Linked DNA regions of Sus scrofa: region 2 is linked to region 1. The links are chromatin contacts, called in public Hi-C maps. All regions are on one chromosome and are shown on one strand. The core of a region is the stretch at or near the end of the contact, and the rest is flanking DNA. Distances in the headings are between cores, read along the strand shown.

What was found. Hi-C and Micro-C count contacts between places; a contact is called where the count stands out from the background.
Region 2: a contact with region 1 is called in a Hi-C map of embryonic fibroblasts, with 2.1 times the contacts expected there. The contact joins the promoter of IER5 here to the promoter of XPR1 in region 1. A contact is called at or near these places in 1 of 47 Hi-C or Micro-C datasets (embryonic fibroblasts) and 1 of 2 datasets of contacts at active chromatin or transcription factors (alveolar macrophages).

What each region holds. Positions count from the first base shown.
Region 1 is chr9:122,236,509-122,239,504 of Sscrofa11.1, forward strand. It overlaps XPR1 (xenotropic and polytropic retrovirus receptor 1), which reads left to right and starts at 1,446. Exons shown (of 15, transcript XM_003130352.6): 1 at 1,446-1,705. The coding sequence starts at 1,637.
Region 2 is chr9:122,632,291-122,635,286 of Sscrofa11.1, forward strand. IER5 (immediate early response 5) reads left to right here and starts at 1,491. Exons shown (of 1, transcript NM_001258436.1): 1 at 1,491-2,996. The coding sequence starts at 1,717. The coding sequence ends at 2,694.

The DNA of each region.
Region 1 (2,996 bases), core at 196-2,695:
CCTGATTACCCTTTCACAGAGGTTGAGGCTTTTGTACAACAAAAAATCAGAAAGCCTCATCGCCCATGACTATTTTCCATCATGCATCATCCCCTGTCCTGAGGAAATAATTCTAGTATCCCTACTGACATGATTTAAGAGGAAGAGGAAAGGGGAAAAATACATAGAGAAAAAAACCCAAAAAACCCAAACCAACAGTAGATACTGTTATCACAGAACACTGTCCCAGTCATAGTAGCCACTTAATCTTTGGATCTCACCAAAATTGTGAGAATTAAAGGACAAAGTACTTTGCTTCGATTTAAAATAATTTTTGTTCCACGGACAGTAAGTGCTTAATAAATTATTATTCAGGGCTCCTCCACTCAGGGAAAGACCTTGATTTCTGTCCAAAATCCAGGACAATTGCTCCCATACTCAAATAGTGCCAGCTGTGTGAGTGATCTGTTCTCTATGCTCCCTGAGAAGAGTCAGCCTGGATGCTGGACCCCTTTTTTGATCTCCTTGGAGGTGGGGTTCCTACTGTACTTCAAGAGGATTCTCTTTCCTCCCAGCATTGGTTTCCCTCTCAAACCTCACTCCTAATCCCCACGAAGCTTAGCCACAAGTCCAGTTGATACCCCAGTCCTATTTTGAGTCCAGGTGTTGTGGTTGGCCTTTCTGGGAGCCCTGGGGCTAGACAATTACATTGAAATTCAGAAGCAGCATGCAATTTTTGGCACTGATATCTTTAAGTAAATTCAACAAGCATTTATCCAGCACCTAGAGCGTGTAAAATAAGCTTCCTTTAAATACATATGGCCCTTAACTATTTAGTCTGTTTTTGTCTTTTTTTTTTTTTTTTTTTTTTAGGTCCGCACCCGCGGCATAAGGAAGTTCCCATGCTAGGGGTCCAACTGGAGCTGTAGCCACAGGCCTACAGACAGCCACAGCAAGGCCAGATCTGAGCAGAGTCTGCAACCTACACCACAGCTCACGAGAAGGCCAGATCCTTAACCTACTGAGCGAGGCCAGGGATGGAACCTACAACCTCATGGTTCGTAGTTGGATTCGTTCCGGCTGCGCCAAGAAGGGAACTCCTATTTAGTCTGCTTTTAATTTGAATTAATGTTGAGCCATCCTTAAGGGTTTTACGAAGAATAAATATTAAAAAGAAAAAATATTTGCACAAATCTTTGCAAATATAAACTTCTGTGGAGTATTGTTGCTACAGTATTAATATTAATTGCAATAACACCACAGCTTCCCAGGCAAGCGTTAGGAGCGCAGCTGTAAGGCCAACAAGAACCAGACGGAAGAGGTCAGGGGAGGTGCCTTCGGCACGTCCGGCCCAGAGGGGCGGAGCTATAAGGAATATACTAAAATACCGCCCGTTACCCCGCCCTTTTCGACGGTGCGGCGTAGGCGGTTACCATGGCGATGACGTATAGAGGGCGGGGCGGGGAGGGGCGGGGCTATGGAGAGGAGGAGGAAGATGGCGGGAGGGCGGCTCTGAGGAGACCTCGGCGGCGGCGGAGGAGGAGAGAAGCGCAGCGCCGCGCCGCGCCGGGGCCCATGTGGGGAGGAGTCGGAGTCGCTGTTGCCGCCGCCGCCAGTAACTGCTGGACCCGAGTGGGAGTGAGGGGGAGACGGCAGGATGAAGTTCGCCGAGCACCTCTCCGCGCACATCACTCCTGAGTGGAGGAAGCAATACATCCAGTATGAGGTACCGGCAGCGGCCGGGGAGTGGGAGGACTCTGAGGGGCCACCATCTCCCCAGTCCTGACCTCCACCGCCGCCTTCGGCTCCTGCTGCCTCCCCGCGCCCGGGCGGACTTTGACCCGGTGCGGCGGGGAGCCACTGCGGCATCCCCGCCGCGGCCGGCCCCCTCTGGGCCCCGCTGACCTTCCCCTCCCCCGCAGCCCCGCTGCCGCCGGGGTAACGGATATGCGGGCGGCGGGCCGGGAGGGAAGGCACAGCCGGCCGGGGCTGGGGAATGGCGGTGGGAGGGCGAGCCGCAGGTGGAGGAGTCGGGGTGTGAGGGCAGCCCCGGGGTCGCGGCGGTTTCGCGCTAATCCCCTCCTCCCGCTCACCCTAACCTCGCGTCCCCACCCTGGGCGAGCGCCCCCTCGCCAAGGTTAGGTCTTGTTTCTCTCTGCTCACCTCTCACCGAGGAATCCTCTTCCGAGATAAGCCCCTCCAGTGATTTCCTTCATTCCACGGAGCCCTTCAGCTTTTCTTCACTTGCCCGCTGTTGACAAAGGCTTTGTAACAGGGTTGAAACTTGATTTAAATGTGTATTACACATGCAGTGGTTACACTATGCACACGTACCGTAATCAGCTATTTTGTTTTGATGAGGCTGACTTGTCTTTTCACTGATTGCATAAAGTATACAAAGTATATAAAACATCCTTATCTTTGTTTTTGGCTCTTCTCTTGTTTTGGGATGAAGGGGGAAGTGGAAGGAAGAAAGAGAAGGGAATTATTTACAATTTTCACATTTTCTTTCCTAAATTTTTTGTTATCTAGGGAGAAAAGTACTACATTGTAAACAATGTAGTTTGAAAACATACCTGTGTATTACAGAAATCATGGCCCGTCTCACCCTTAATTTCTGTAATAACAGCTCTTGGAGTGTATTTAATAGATAGTGATAAGGAACCTTGCATTAATAAAAGGAAGAGTAAAGGTGGTGAGCCCATTTAGGGATTCAGAAGCCAAGATACCTGAAGGGCTTTAAGCATTGCACTAGGTTATTTTCCTTAACTGGCAGTTCAGCTCCTGGATAGAGAAAGACTTATCTGTAACCTCCAGGAATTCACATCTATGTTATGTGCAGGAACAAAGAGTATAAAATCAATATGAACACAAATATTCTAGCTAGGTTTTATGAATTAAAATATTTTGGTTCTCTATTTAATTTCTATTTTAAGTTCATTGATAGGTGTTTAGGCAATAGTTTATTCATATAACAGTTGTAATAATTGAAGAAGACAGGGAAAGGGATTGTTAAG
Region 2 (2,996 bases), core at 241-2,740, 400 kb after region 1:
ATCAGGCCAATGTTCCACATGGACTCCAAGAAAACTCTAATCTGTTTAGTTTTATGATTCAGATTGTGGCTGCGAGTTGTCTTTTATCAGAAGACACTGCATAATAGAGCAGATTGTGTATGTAATGTCTCCTTTTCAGAACTGGAGAAACTAAAGGATCCTGAGGTTATTTACCCAGAGTCCTCAGGCAGGTCAGGTCTGTGGTGGAGTTTTGGTGGGACTAACTTTAACTGACTCTCCAGGAACCCAGTCTAGGACCCTGGACAATCCTGTGGTGTAAGTTGTTGACTGACCAGAAAATTCCAGAACACTCTTCCCCTATAGTTTTACCTTGACACAAAATAAAATAATGACATCATGTTGGGAACACAGGACTTCTCTATTTGTATTTTTAGAACTTGTTAGATTTTTCCAAGGGTGGACTTTGTCAGTCCTCCTGTTCAGGAAAAATCATTGTGCAGAACTTGTACTATTTTTATTTTCAACTGATGTAACAACTGTGTTGGTTCTAGAATCTAAAGAACAAAGTGGTAGGCTAGCTTTAGTGGAGAACCAAAAACTTTGTTCCTAGACACAAAGCCTTGATAAGAAGTCAGAAATTTGGGGACTTTTATTTTCTTATTTATTTAATTTATTTATCTTTGCTTTTGAGGGCCGCACCTGCGGCATATGGAAGTTTCCAGGCTAGGGGTTAAATTGGAGCTACAGCTGCCGGCCTACCCCACGGCCATAGCGACTCCAGATCCCAGCCGCGTTTGCAATCTACACCACAGCTCATGACAACGCTGGATCCTAACCCACTGACCGTGGCCAGGGATCGAACTTCCTCTTCATGGATACTAGTTCGGTTCGTTACTGCTGAGACACGACTGGAACTCCTGTAACTTTTAGAACCCCCCTTTTCTGTCTTCAGAGCCTAAATTGACAAGTGCTCAAGAATGCATGTGCCTCTTGGAGGCAGGGGACTTACCCAAAATTAATGTCTTGTAGTAACGCTATTAGTATAAGGGTATCCTTTGCCGCGTTTTGCCGTCGTCGCATTTCTGCCGGGTAGCTTACAGGTGTGTGCCGCCTAGGAAACAGTGGCGGGAGAGGGAGGAGGGCTGATCAGGGAAGGATCCGGCTGATTAGGGAAGCAGAGCAAAGTCCACCGCCATACTCAGATGAAAGTCTGAAAGGTTAGTTCGCCTTGGTTCTGGCGAGCAGCACACAAGCCAGAATCTTGACGAACCAAGAACTCCCCCTGCTCTCCGTCAACCACGCTCAGAGAACTGGCCTGGACTAGGCGGTGGGCGAGTGGCGCGCGTCGCCCCCTTTAAGAGCCTGCTCCGCGGGACTAACGTTCGAATGGCCCCCGCGCCCCTCCTCGGTCTCCGATTGGCCGCGCGCGGCGCACGAGGGCGCGCCGACCGGCCCCGGAACGGTTGGCGGCCCTTCGCGATTGGCTATCGAGGCGCCTTTATAAGGCGCCTGGCGGCCGGGAGGCCCTCAGTTAGCGACCGGACCCGAGACTGGCTGCTGGTCTGTAGTGGGGAGGGCGCGGGAGCAAGAGAGAGTGTGTTGCCAGAGTCGTTTCTCTTCGGAGTCAGAAGAAATCGAGGGTCAACCCCAGAGGCGACGAACTTGTTGACGCCTCTCGTTTCCGTCTCAGCTTCGGAACGTGGGCTAGGGTTCACCCCCTCACCCCCGCGCCAGCCCTGGGAAAGGGGAGGCAGGATGGAGTTCAAGCTGGAGGCTCACCGCATCGTCAGCATCTCCCTGGGCAAGATCTACAACTCGCGGGTCCAGCGCGGCGGCATCAAGCTGCACAAGAACCTGCTGGTCTCGCTGGTGCTCCGCAGTGCCCGCCAGGTCTACCTGAGCGACCCGTGCCCCGGCCTCTACCTGACCGGCCACCCCGGGGTCCCGGCGCCGCCGCAGCAGCCCGGGGAGCCGGCAGCCGGGCCACCCGCGGGCTGGGGGGAGCCGCCCCCGCCGGCTGCCCGAGCCGCCTGGCCAGAGCCTGAGCCGCAGCCGGAGCGCCCTGCCGTCCCAGAAGTGCCACGGGCGGATGACGCGGAGCCCGCTGCCACGGAGCCGGGCGCCGGGGACACTCTTCAGGGCCGAGAGGCGGAGGCGGCGGAAGCTGCCTGGCGCCGCGTGGAGGGACCGCGAGACACAGCGGTCGTAGGGGCCGGGGGCCCTGCTGGAGCCTCGGACGTCTTCCCCGCGGGGCCCCGGGCAGCACGCCACCCCTGCGGCTGTCCCCCGGGGGACGAGGACACGCCGAGCGCTAACCCCCGCGTGGACGGCTGCCGCGCGCCGCGTCCGGCCGGGGACGAGCCTCCCGCGCCTCCCCCCCTCTGCCCCAGGAAGCGCGGCGCGGCGGGGGTGGGCGGCGGCCCGGCGGGCTGCCCGGTGCCCGGCTCGACCCCGCTCAAGAAACCCCGCCGGAACTTAGAGGAACAGGCGGGCGGGGCGGCCGCGGAGGAGGAAGAGGAGGCGGAGGAGATGGAGACCGGTAACGTGGCCAACCTCATTAGCATCTTCGGTTCCAGCTTCTCAGGACTCTTACGGAAAAGCCCCGGGGGCGGCCGGGAGGAAGCGGAGGGAGAGGAGAGCGGTCCGGAAACCGCCGAGCCCGGGCAGATCTGCTGCGATAAGCCGGTGCTGAGAGACATTAACCCTTGGAGCACTGCCATCGTAGCCTTCTGAGCCCCCGGGGTCTCCGTCCGGGAAGGAGGTTGAGCAGCGGGCGTCCCGACGAGAGGGCTGGGCCCCTCCCGGCTGCGAGGACGCCCCCGAGACGGTCGGCGCCGAGCGCGAGGGGGAAATCGGGTGCCGCCGGGCGGCACAGACTGCCCTTGAGCTTGGCGGCCGGCTGGGCCGTGCCTCCCGGGTCTGCTTTTGAGACTCGGGAGTACGGGGCTTATTGGAAGAGGACGATCGTGGACTTTTGTGTCTGTGTATGTCACTTTGTCTTGTTGAGTTGAGACTATTTTGTCCCCCCCGAATGC